Regions from separate parts of the Danio rerio genome. Here all the other regions are linked to region 2. Evidence: chromatin contacts called from public Hi-C and HiChIP or PLAC-seq data. All regions are on one chromosome and are shown on one strand. The core of a region is the stretch at or near the end of the contact, and the rest is flanking DNA. Distances in the headings are between cores, read along the strand shown.

Region 1 (3,572 bases), core at 532-3,031, 140 kb after region 2:
AATTTCTTGGCCTATATCTCACTATTCTGTCAAATCCTTAATTCAGAGTTTATTTTTAACAATTTAATGTCTAATGGTGTGTTTTTAACTCTAAAAGAAGGTCACAGCCCATTCTGATAAGAGCCCAAGTTAGATTCACAAACAGCACATAAATTCTGCGATCAAAGCTCCCTCTAGAGAGTGCACTGAATATAACCACGCGACTCTGACGAAACATCAGCGCTCACATTCCCCAGCATCCAACTCTGAGTCTGTCTGCAGTCCATGCCGCTTTCCTGAATCCAAACCCACTGCATTTTCAGGCAGACCATGTCTTCTCGAAATAGTCTAATAATATACCAAAAACTCACGAAAACTTCTCCCCAAATGACATAATAGATCTGAATCAATGAATCAAAAGTGTTCACTTCGAGTTCGGCTCTGTTGCACAATTTCTATTGACATGATCTATTCTTCACATTTTCCCATCATAAAATAAGACATGACCAATTACAGAAGAAAGAAATTAAAAATGCAAAGATAAAATGTTCTGGTGACCTTACTAATAGACGCGCGTAATGGACGTCTAAATTACGGCAGATTACGCGCTGAGGTAAAGTTACGCGCCTTTCTCTGGTAATTACTCCGCTCCTGAAATTTTAAACCAAACCATATGCGGCGAAATTAACTCTTTCTTGGATGTGGTTTTTGATCTTTTTATTGGAGGAAGAGGAATTTATGCAGCCGAGTCTGAAGATGAAGCATGGGAAAGGAAATATCTGTGTAAGCAGATTTCAGAAATAAAAAGTAGCCTATATATAGCCTGATGTCTGTTTGCGAATAAGATTTAATTGAAAAACTGGAATTAAATTAATTTAGTAATTACAACGATAAAAAGTACTCGTTCTCAATGAAGGGGGCTAATTGCGTCAGTGGGACCTGGACCTTTTGCATGAACCATGGGTAATAAATCATGAGGGTACCTACTTGCTTTATCAAAGGGGATCTGGCGGCAGGAGTCTGGGTCTGATGCCGGCCAGGGGCAGTAGTACACCGCTCCTCCCTCCACAATCCCCGGCTGAGAGGTGTTCGCTTTAGGAGCCCCAACCAACACCGACATGCTGGAGAGAGAAAGGCATAAATCTACACACAACGGCATCCTACTGGATCAAAGCATTTACAAGTGAGAAAATATCTCAACTGTTCTTAAAATTTATGTTTATCTATTTTATGTCAGCATTCTAATTAAATTCCCTCAAAAATCAACTTCAGAATTGTGTTGGTCCATATTGGTGGTGCTGAAAGTGTTTTTGCATAAAAAAGCTGCGAAGAATACTCTTAAATATTGTTTGGCATAAACCAAACCAAGACTGAGTTATGGTTATTTCTACACTTGGGCTACTGGAAGATACTTCTCTTTGAAAACTTTTTATCAAACAAAACAGCTAAATAATTCACTGAAATTGCCACTTACACGTTTCTATCCTGTGTTGGGTGGTAAAAGTCCAGTGAGTATCCAAAATAACTTCCCTCAGGTCCATTGTAAACCGTGGGCTTTTCTAAATCCAGGTTAAAAGCTGCAGCTTCGCAAAAAAATGACAACATGAGGAAAAAGCATCGAAAACGCATGCGGGACAAACAAGAGTGCATGGCTTCAGCCCTGTGTGTCCGAGTGTAATCCATATATGCTGCTTAAAGATGTGCAGAGAGAGTGTACGGTATGTCCGTGTTGAGCTGTCATATGTTGAGTGCGCGCTCCACGCGTCTGCTGCTGCCCTCTTGCAAGCTGCGCGCCTTTCTCTGCGCGAACCCTGCGTACTAAACATTATAATGAGCTGCGCACGAGACCGGACTCCTGCACCACATCACACAGCATCCGGCCAACTCCTTTTATGGAAACACACCCATAATATACATATACTCACAAAATTAGACAAATAGGAGATGAAGATATATTTAGGCTAATACTAAAATGAGACTAAATACAATTAGAAGTGACATTATTTATTTGAAATATTTTTAATAATTATTAAACCTATTATTTTTCCTAATATTAAATATTAGTTTCTATATGAATCATGGTTGGTTTCATAAACACCCATAATCCAACACAACATTGTTACATTATCTTTCTTACTATACACTAACAAAAAACAGACTTTGTTACTATATGTTTGTGTATACACTCAAAGAATTATTTTTGCTGCTTGTTTAAACTACTTATTTAAAATGAGCCAAAACAATTCTTGAGTTTTTTTTTGACAACTTAATTGTTTTATGTTCAATTCACCTGAATTTGTAACAAACAAACAAACAAACAAACAAACAAAACAAAAACAAACAAACAAACAAACAAACAAACAATTACAGTTTTTCTGAGTGGCTCTGGTGCATTTCTCACACTATTTACATTTGCACAACAGTTAATGCATTTCCCAAAACAATTAGTCATTTGTGCACATCCTAGTAGCAGTATCCATTGCACATGCTTTTGGACATGCATCAATTGCTTTCATACAACTCTCTGCTATTTAAAACATTATCATTTGCTTGTCATGTCAGTCAAAATTAACTAAACTTGTAAATGCTTAATGCTCATTCCATATAAAACTAATAGTCCTCATTTCATTACTTGAGTCATTACATACAACAATGTTGAACTAGTTGTCAAATCTTTATTTTCCTGAAAATTTCTTCTAAATTGAACAATTTCATGAATGATTTACAGACCTGTGTATATTGTAGGTTCAGTACCAATATGTTCTGCAATATTTTTTACAGTTGTGCACAGCTCTGCCCAAAGGAAGTTTATGTTTGTTGTAAATAAGGCTTTATTTATTCTTTTGCACAATGCTGTGAATAAATTAGAATTGCAGCGAGCATAAAGCAGTAAAAATGTGAAACATACATCTTCAGTGTCTTGTACTCAGATACCTCACTAAATGCAGTGATGTGTAACTTTACTGTAGTTTTCAAATGGCTGTGCAAATAGTATAAAGTGCTGTCTAGAGCATTTTCAGGAAGCGTCACCAAAATCTGACTTTTTTTTGTATTGAAAAAATGTACAGAGTAAACTGTCATAATGAAAACATGACTAATCCATTTGACTATCTTGTTCATAAACAATGGTGTCAGGACTTTTCATCTTGATGACACTGATACTTTGATTACTTGCTTTTAAGGAATGAACTATCCATTTTGAGCAAGTGACACACATCATCTAGGTTTTGCAGTTTGTACTAGTTGTTTTGAGAAATGCATTAACTGTTGGGCAGAAATACACTAGTGTTTTGAGAAACTCACCAAAGTGACTGAGAAAAATTGTAAGTTAACTTAATTGATTTGTGTTGGGACAACATGAAGTAATACTCTGGAATCCAGTACTTTTTTAGCTAGTAACAAAATTTATTATAAAAATTATTGAGTATTACAAAATTCCTTCATGTTATCCCAACACAAATCAATTAAGTTAGGTTAATCTTTTACAAAATTAAGTGAACTGAACTTAAAACATTTAAGTTGTCCCCCAAAAATCAATCAATCAATCAATCAATCAATCAATCAATCTATCTATCTATCTATCTATCTATCTA
Region 2 (3,698 bases), core at 809-3,308:
CAACAATTTTTGTCATATTATCACAGTTCATCTTTATTTTGTATTCATGCAATTTTAAACAGCAACTTTAAGTGCATTTAAAAACAAGACAACATATCTGGATAAATGTAACGAGTCTATTTGATATAAAAGACAAAACAGACATTAGGCCTGCACGATTAATCGAATTTGCACCGAAATAGCAATTTGAAAGGTGCGATTTTCAAATCGCAAAAGCCGGGATTATTTTGATTATTACTATGGCGAGGGAGGTGAGCACGAGTAATTAAAACAATCCAACAAATGTTTTTTTAAAAAGCACACAACTGTTACAGCAGAACCTACGAGCCCCTATTCATTACAACGGATAAAATAAAAAGCTGTGAACTCTCTGCTCTCCTTCTCTCTCACTGTGTGTGTGTGTGTGTGTGTGTGTGTGTGTGTGTGTGTGTGTGTGTGTGTAAAGGTTTTTATATCAATATATAAGATTTTATATATCATTTATTTGGTAGAATTTAAAATAGTGTGGGTATTTTCTTTTTTTTCTTTATTGGAAAAATGGATTTAAATAAACAGTAGCATAGCATTCTTTGTGATTATGCTTGGTCTTTCTTTGGTGTTCTTAAAACCACCACATCAAACCTGCAGCAATTACATTTTTTTCTAAAACCGGGCCTAACAGACATAGCTAATAAGTTAATGAAACAGACTCCTGTTATGAAGATGAATGCCAGAAATGGCACTAGAAAACAACTCCATGTGGCAAATATTGGCACTTAATGAAAAGTAGCCTGACATACGTGTGTGTGTGTGCGCGTGCGCATATTAGTTTTAGACAACCTAATACTAATGCATTAACTTCAGAAGAGCTAAGAAACTACTGAGGTAAAGCAGGTTTTATATTCACACATTCGTTCAATAACAACTTGTGACATTCTCTCTATATTGTTTACCATGGTACTTTATATATTTGGTCTAAAGTCACATGTAAATATGACTTAAAAACAACATTAGCACCATTTACTTGACTGTGAACAATGTTGTACTTCGACAGTCATTGACTGTTATTATGATTTCCATGTTTAGCATTGGCAAAGAATACTTTTCTGAAATTAATTTGGGGGAATGAAAGGGAAAGGCTTGAATGTGTGAATATAAAACCAACTTTACCTTAATTAAGAAACTTATATTCTATGAAATAACTGAAGCAAACAATTCCGACAACCCATTTCATGGAAAAGCTCTAGATTTCCAGATTTCTAAACAACTAAAATGAAGTCAAGACAAATATTGGAATATTAAATTATATCTAAAAAACAAACTAGGGTCCAACAGACAGAAACATAACATTGCTCCAACCTAAAATAATGACATTTCTGTGCCTCATAGTTGAACAGCTTTGGAAGCTGCAGTGATGCTTGTTGCAAAGACAGGCATCACAAAAATGAGATCCGATTTCAAACAGATGGTTTGAGGTTTACAAAACAGCAGAGCAACTGAACCACGTAAGTTTAACACAGTTTGCGCTGTTTAAACACTAATTTGTGGAAAAAACTATGTAATTCATAAAACATACATTCTTTGCTCATAAAACATGTACACACTGCGTTATAATATGCTAAGGTTGCTAGCTGTTAGCACTGGGAATGAAATTTAGGAAGTCCAAGCAAAGCTCCCCAAATGTCTACCAAAATTCCCATAAACATGAGCAGAAGTGGTGTGTTTGCAGGTGTTGTCTCGGCGCGTCTCTTACCTTTGGCATCGCTGCTCTCCTGCAGTGTTTTAGCGGTCGTCGTCCATAAAGCGCATCCCAGCAGGCAGAGCACAATCACGGCAGACCTGCGGCTCCTGTCCGCCCCTCGCATTATTGCTGCTCACGGTTACAGTTTCGTCAACAATGCGGCTTTTTTATGCGGCAGGGGTATTTTGAAACTCGTAGCAGCTGAGGTTCCCTGCCATAATTTGGTGTTTTAGCAAGTGTGCTCATGTCATTGAACACCGAAGGGCGATCAGAAAACCCCTCCGCTCAGCATCTCCGCGTTGCCGCTGTTTTTTCCCCCCAACTCGACTCGAAACAACGGCAGAAAGCCAGTCAACTCCACCAATTTAACCACTTCCATGCCGAGCACAGATGGTGCTGGTCAGAAAGATGGATTAGGCCGCCATCTACTGTCCGATACTGTATTTTACATTGAAAAAAATCTTTTTTCACAGAACAGAACTTTTTTTTTTAGTCTCATTGGACAGTGCGGTGTTATTTATGTTATTATCATCATCACAAAGTTGCTTTATATTTCTGAGGGCAATGCTAACTTTTAACTTTATAGCATAGCCTGTTTTTCAGCCAATGATAAACTTCCGGTGAAAGCTTAATGTGGCTATTTTCAATTTCCTTTTATAGTATCGATGTTGCACTGTAATAAAAATACATTCAGTTGAATAGACTAGCTTTTATTTAGTTGTTTAAGCGTAAAACGAGATGAAAGACTGTAAATTCTAGCACAGCCGGGAGCAGCAGACTAACGCAGAAACTCCATTGAAAAGACTGGGGTAAATTGTCATATTTTAAAGGGGAAATGGAATTTGATGTTGTGCTTCTTTTTCGGTCTGAGACCCACTTTATATTGTATATATCAGGGAGTGGAGATCACTAATTTGTAAAGAAATCAGACCTTACACGTGGCAATTTTATAATGGAAAGGCTGGCTGGCTGAAATTAAATGTCTGTGTGGACAAAGCCCATTCATTGCTATATTAAAACACAGCCATTTTGACTGATTTGTTTAGCATTTCTGTTGTTTTGTTAAGTATTGCTCTTCCTTCATTCATTCATTTTCTTTTCGGCTTAGTGCCTTTATTACTCTGGGGTTGCCACAGCGGAATGAACGCCAACTCATCCAGCATTTTTTTTTAACGCAGCGGATGCCCTTCCAGCTGCAACCCATCACTGGGAAACATATATACACACTCAAAACATAAATTCACAGAGTATATGGTATATGTTAACATCATTTTGAAACATCTCTTTATATTTTTTCAAAACAACTAACCACAGAGTTATGGGATCAGAAAAATATCAATCTATAAACATTTTTAGTGTTTTAAATGAGGACAATAAACATGCGTTAATGGATGTGACTAAAAAAGTTAGTAAGTTTGCAGTATATAACATACTTTGTAGAATTTCTGTAAATTAAACTTCACAACCCCCCAAAAATAATGGCAATCAAAAGGATAAGAGTTGGCTCACTATAAAACAAAAATGATTGATTTTATTTTATTTGAAGTTTTTTGCATTTATGAGGAAAAAGCTCCATTATGAATGTGACAGATGTGAAATAATTTAGAATAACAACAAAACAACAGTAAATAGCGCTATTCTGCCTATAGCCTGCTTTACTGAGGTGAAGTTGGTTTTATATTCACATTGGTTCATTTTTGAACAACGACTACCTGTGACACACATTCCCTTCATTGTTTACCATGCTATTTTCAATATTCGGTCTGAAATAGCATGCAAGTATGGCTTAGCAATAAGTGTAATTCCTGCACGCCACCGGCCAATCACTAAGCATACAGTAGTCGGTTTAGTGCAAAGCTCTTGAGAGAGTGTGACTGATGACTGAGACTGATTAGAGAGTGATGACAAGTTTTGCTTGCCAACTACATAACTGAAAACGTGCTAGATATAATACAGTTTTTGTTCAGAATTGTAGTAT
Region 3 (3,363 bases), core at 80-2,579, 230 kb after region 2:
CATATAATCTGAATACAGTAAACTGTTTCCAATAACATTGCATCACTAATAAAAAAACATCTTTACTCCAAAAGGTGGAACAGAAGTTGCACTTGAAATGGCTTTTTAAATCTGTTTATTGGTCCTCAAAGGTGACGAACATACATTTACACTAGGGCTGCACGATTTGGGAAACTTTTATATTGCGATTATTGAGGTCATTAATGCGATTATAAATGGTATCTTGAGTCACCTAGCTTTATGAGGTGTTAAAGAAAATGCAGACACAGTTTAGTAATAATGCTCAAATGTGTATTTGTACAACTAGAAATGGTTTCAAAAATAATTAAATATTTGCATTAATGTAAACTTGTTTTCATATTCCTGCATTTATTAAATGTAATATAACAATATTTACAGATTTGTATGATTGTTTATATATACTTATTTTCAGATTTATTTTTCTTGTTCTGGTAAAGCATATGCTGAAAACATGACTATTATGATTGAAATGTATAGAAGATTGTTTTTTTTCCTGTACCAAACATGTTAAAACACTTTGAAAGAAAAAAGTTTAACAAGACTTAAAATCACATTTTAAGCCAATACAATACAAAAGACATCGTTGAATAACAATGATTATCAATGTCAATTAATAAAATACATAACAATATTCATATTTAGCTAGAGGAACATCCAAAACTGAAAGCTAAAAATGGTTCATGAATTGGTTTAATACTTCTTTAACGAATTACAAAACCAAGACTTTGATAAGCAATTAATTTCCCACAATAAAGAGGTCAATGAATTCACTTAGTGGTGTGGTGTGCATACTCTCTATTCTCTAGTTTACAATTTTCCTAGAAATGTACATAAGAATGTAGTTATTGTTCTAGTTGTGTACAGTCCCCAAGCTGTCGCATTCATTTGCCACAGTATTGTGTGTACTGTATGTACACACATGTGTAAGTGCGGCACTACAAAGCTTAAGCGGATATAATAGATCAGATCCCACTAAAAGATTGATTAATGATGCGTCAGGCAGCACAATGGCTGACAGAGACAACTGTCTGACGAAACTAGAAACACACACAGTGTCTGATGAGACTGGAGTCTATTAAGCGATATTATTTTCCTTCCTTCCTATTATATTCTTTTACATATGTTCGTGTATAGCCCACAGTGCCATCCTTTCATGGAAGACATGTAAGAACTTGATGACTGAAGTCTTTCAGGCTGACAGAAATCAGAGCCCTTGTTGGTTTTGACTCACATTCACTGTTGTGCTAATGCTGTGAGAACACGGTGGTCCTATGTGGCGGTACAAATGACTGAGGGCACCTCGCGGTAGCGGAGCAGGGCTTTACAGAAGCATGACCGCTGCAGTGAGGTGAACTCCTGTGGGACACACAAACGCAAGGCCAGTGTTTGTGTTTGGGGGCATGGAGTCAGTAAATTAGCAGAGGATGACAGAGCCCTGGGGTGCACCAGACGACTTTACCAGCATTGCGGTTTCTCTTTCCTCCCAGAGAGCTTTATTTAAAAACCCAGTGATAAGACTTTCTGCCTAAATAGGCAGATGTTTTCTAAGACAACATCCTAACTGTCATTTGTGCCTTGTAAGTGATCAATTTAAAACGCTCCACACGGATTTAATAGCTTGCTGATGTTGCAAGTTAATAAGTCACTGTGTAGCGAGTTAATAAATCAATGTGCATTACTTAAAAAAATGTATCGGCATCGGCCGATAATCACATTTAATGACTCAATCGGTATTAGCTGATCTGGCCGATCTCATGAACGGATCGCAAGTGTTTGTGTTAGTCGGAGATGATGAGCAATGACTTGCATGTATTTAGGCCATTTTACATATAAGAACAAAAAGAATGTCTGTTTTAACAATATTGCAAGTCCACTGAAAGCTTCTCTGGACAGATTACATAAATAAAACATCAAAAATATTTTAGGATGAATATTTAGTTATATAACTTCTTCTAATATACTTATTGCAACAAACGGTAGTTTATATTCCTAGTAAAAAAAAAAAAAAATTATGGATTTATACACCAAAACCCAAAAGTCAAAATAATGAAACGAGTGTAGTCAACTCAAAATTTACTGAAAGTTAATTCTACTCATTTGAAAAAGAGTTTTGAACTCAGTGTTGAAGGCAATGAGTTAAATACCTCATTACTTCAACTTAAATGGAGTAAGTCCACAGTACTCATATAGATTGTTTGTTTTTTCAAATCAAATGGTTTGTAGCAATTGTAGCAAATTTCCTTAAATGGTTTGAGTTGCCTTAACTTATTGGGTTTTACAGTACTCAGTTAGTTTGAGTTCTCTTCATTTATTGGGTTTTACTGAGCTCAAATTGCTTCATTTACTCAAATGTTCACAGTACTCATTAGGATTAGTTTTTTAAATTAAATGGTTTGTTGCAATTGGTTTCCTCAAATGTTTGAGTTACCTTAACTTTTTGGGTTTTGCAGTGTATATGTGCATTTTAATATGCACTTCAAACTTTTTCTTGATTGAGACATGTTGAATTCTTATTCCATCATTTGCAATGTTTCCGAATTGCATTGTTTGTCATTTTTTTAACCAATTTTTTTTTATCTGTTTTATCCATTTTTTTTAAAGCTGCTTCTGACTATGACATGTTCACACCTTGCAAAGAGACACATTTAAGTGATAATATGCAACGCCCCTAATTTTTTCTCTGAGGTAAGGAGAGATCTCTATTCAAGTATTATACTTAAGTATCAGGAAAAAATGTGCTTTATGCATTAGAAGGCTTGAAGCATCAGAATCTGTACTTAGCATCAGCTGATCACCATGAAGGCTGAAGAATGGATTGACGGCTCCTAAAAATTCAGCTTTGATTAAAAGGAATAAAATTGATGTTAAAATATATTAACATAAATATATTTTACTTTAAATACCAAATCACAAAATTACTTAAATTGTTTTTACTGAATATTTTGTCATATAAAGACAAAGATATTTTGAGTAGAAAAAGAGAATAAAAAATATTACGCAGAAAAAAAACATTCCAAAAACATGCAATTATGAAAGTTTTCAAACTTTTGGAATTACTTTACAAACATTTAAGTTTTAATCAAAGTTTAATAAATTAAATTTTACTTTTTCAATTTAATTCAATTCAGCTTTATTTGTATAGCGCTTTTACAATGTAGATTGTGTCAAAGCAGCTTCACATAAATGGTCATAGTAACTGGATCAGGGTAGTTCAGTTTTTAGTGTTTAAGTTCAGTTCAGTTTAGCTAAGTTCAGTGTGGTTTAAAATCATTACTGAGAGTCCTTAAAATTCTAATAATTTAATTTTTACAATTCCATCACCTTGACTTCCTCCTAGTGAGC

What was found. A called contact is a pair of places that touch in the nucleus more often than the background predicts. HiChIP or PLAC-seq counts read pairs in DNA pulled down with a chosen protein or histone mark.
Region 1: a contact with region 2 is called in a Hi-C map of fibroblasts, with 2.6 times the contacts expected there. The contact joins the promoter of itga8 here to the promoter of fam171a1 in region 2. A contact is called at or near these places in 3 of 18 Hi-C or Micro-C datasets (caudal fin, fibroblasts and hematopoietic stem cells).
Region 3: an H3K4me3 HiChIP or PLAC-seq map of embryo shows a contact between it and region 2, with 2.6 times the contacts expected there. The contact joins the enhancer-like site here to the promoter of fam171a1 in region 2. A contact is called at or near these places in 5 of 18 Hi-C or Micro-C datasets (caudal fin, embryo, fibroblasts and 2 more) and 2 of 4 datasets of contacts at active chromatin or transcription factors (caudal fin and embryo).

What each region holds. Positions count from the first base shown.
Region 1 is chr16:31,509,067-31,512,638 of GRCz12tu, reverse strand. itga8 (integrin, alpha 8) reads right to left here and starts at 1,781. Exons shown (of 30, transcript XM_021466921.2): 1 at 1,454-1,781; 2 at 967-1,100. The coding sequence starts at 1,662.
Region 2 is chr16:31,647,210-31,650,907 of GRCz12tu, reverse strand. It overlaps fam171a1 (family with sequence similarity 171 member A1), which reads right to left and starts at 2,058. Exons shown (of 9, transcript XM_073926083.1): 1 at 1,733-2,058.
Region 3 is chr16:31,416,962-31,420,324 of GRCz12tu, reverse strand. The region is part of intron 10 of mindy3 (MINDY lysine 48 deubiquitinase 3); the gene reads right to left. Among named protein-coding and RNA genes, the nearest start is that of mindy3, 24 kb to the right of the region's middle. Within about 2 kb of position 1,329, at least 6 of the 62 cell types and tissues checked have an H3K27ac peak or open chromatin away from gene starts, as enhancers often do.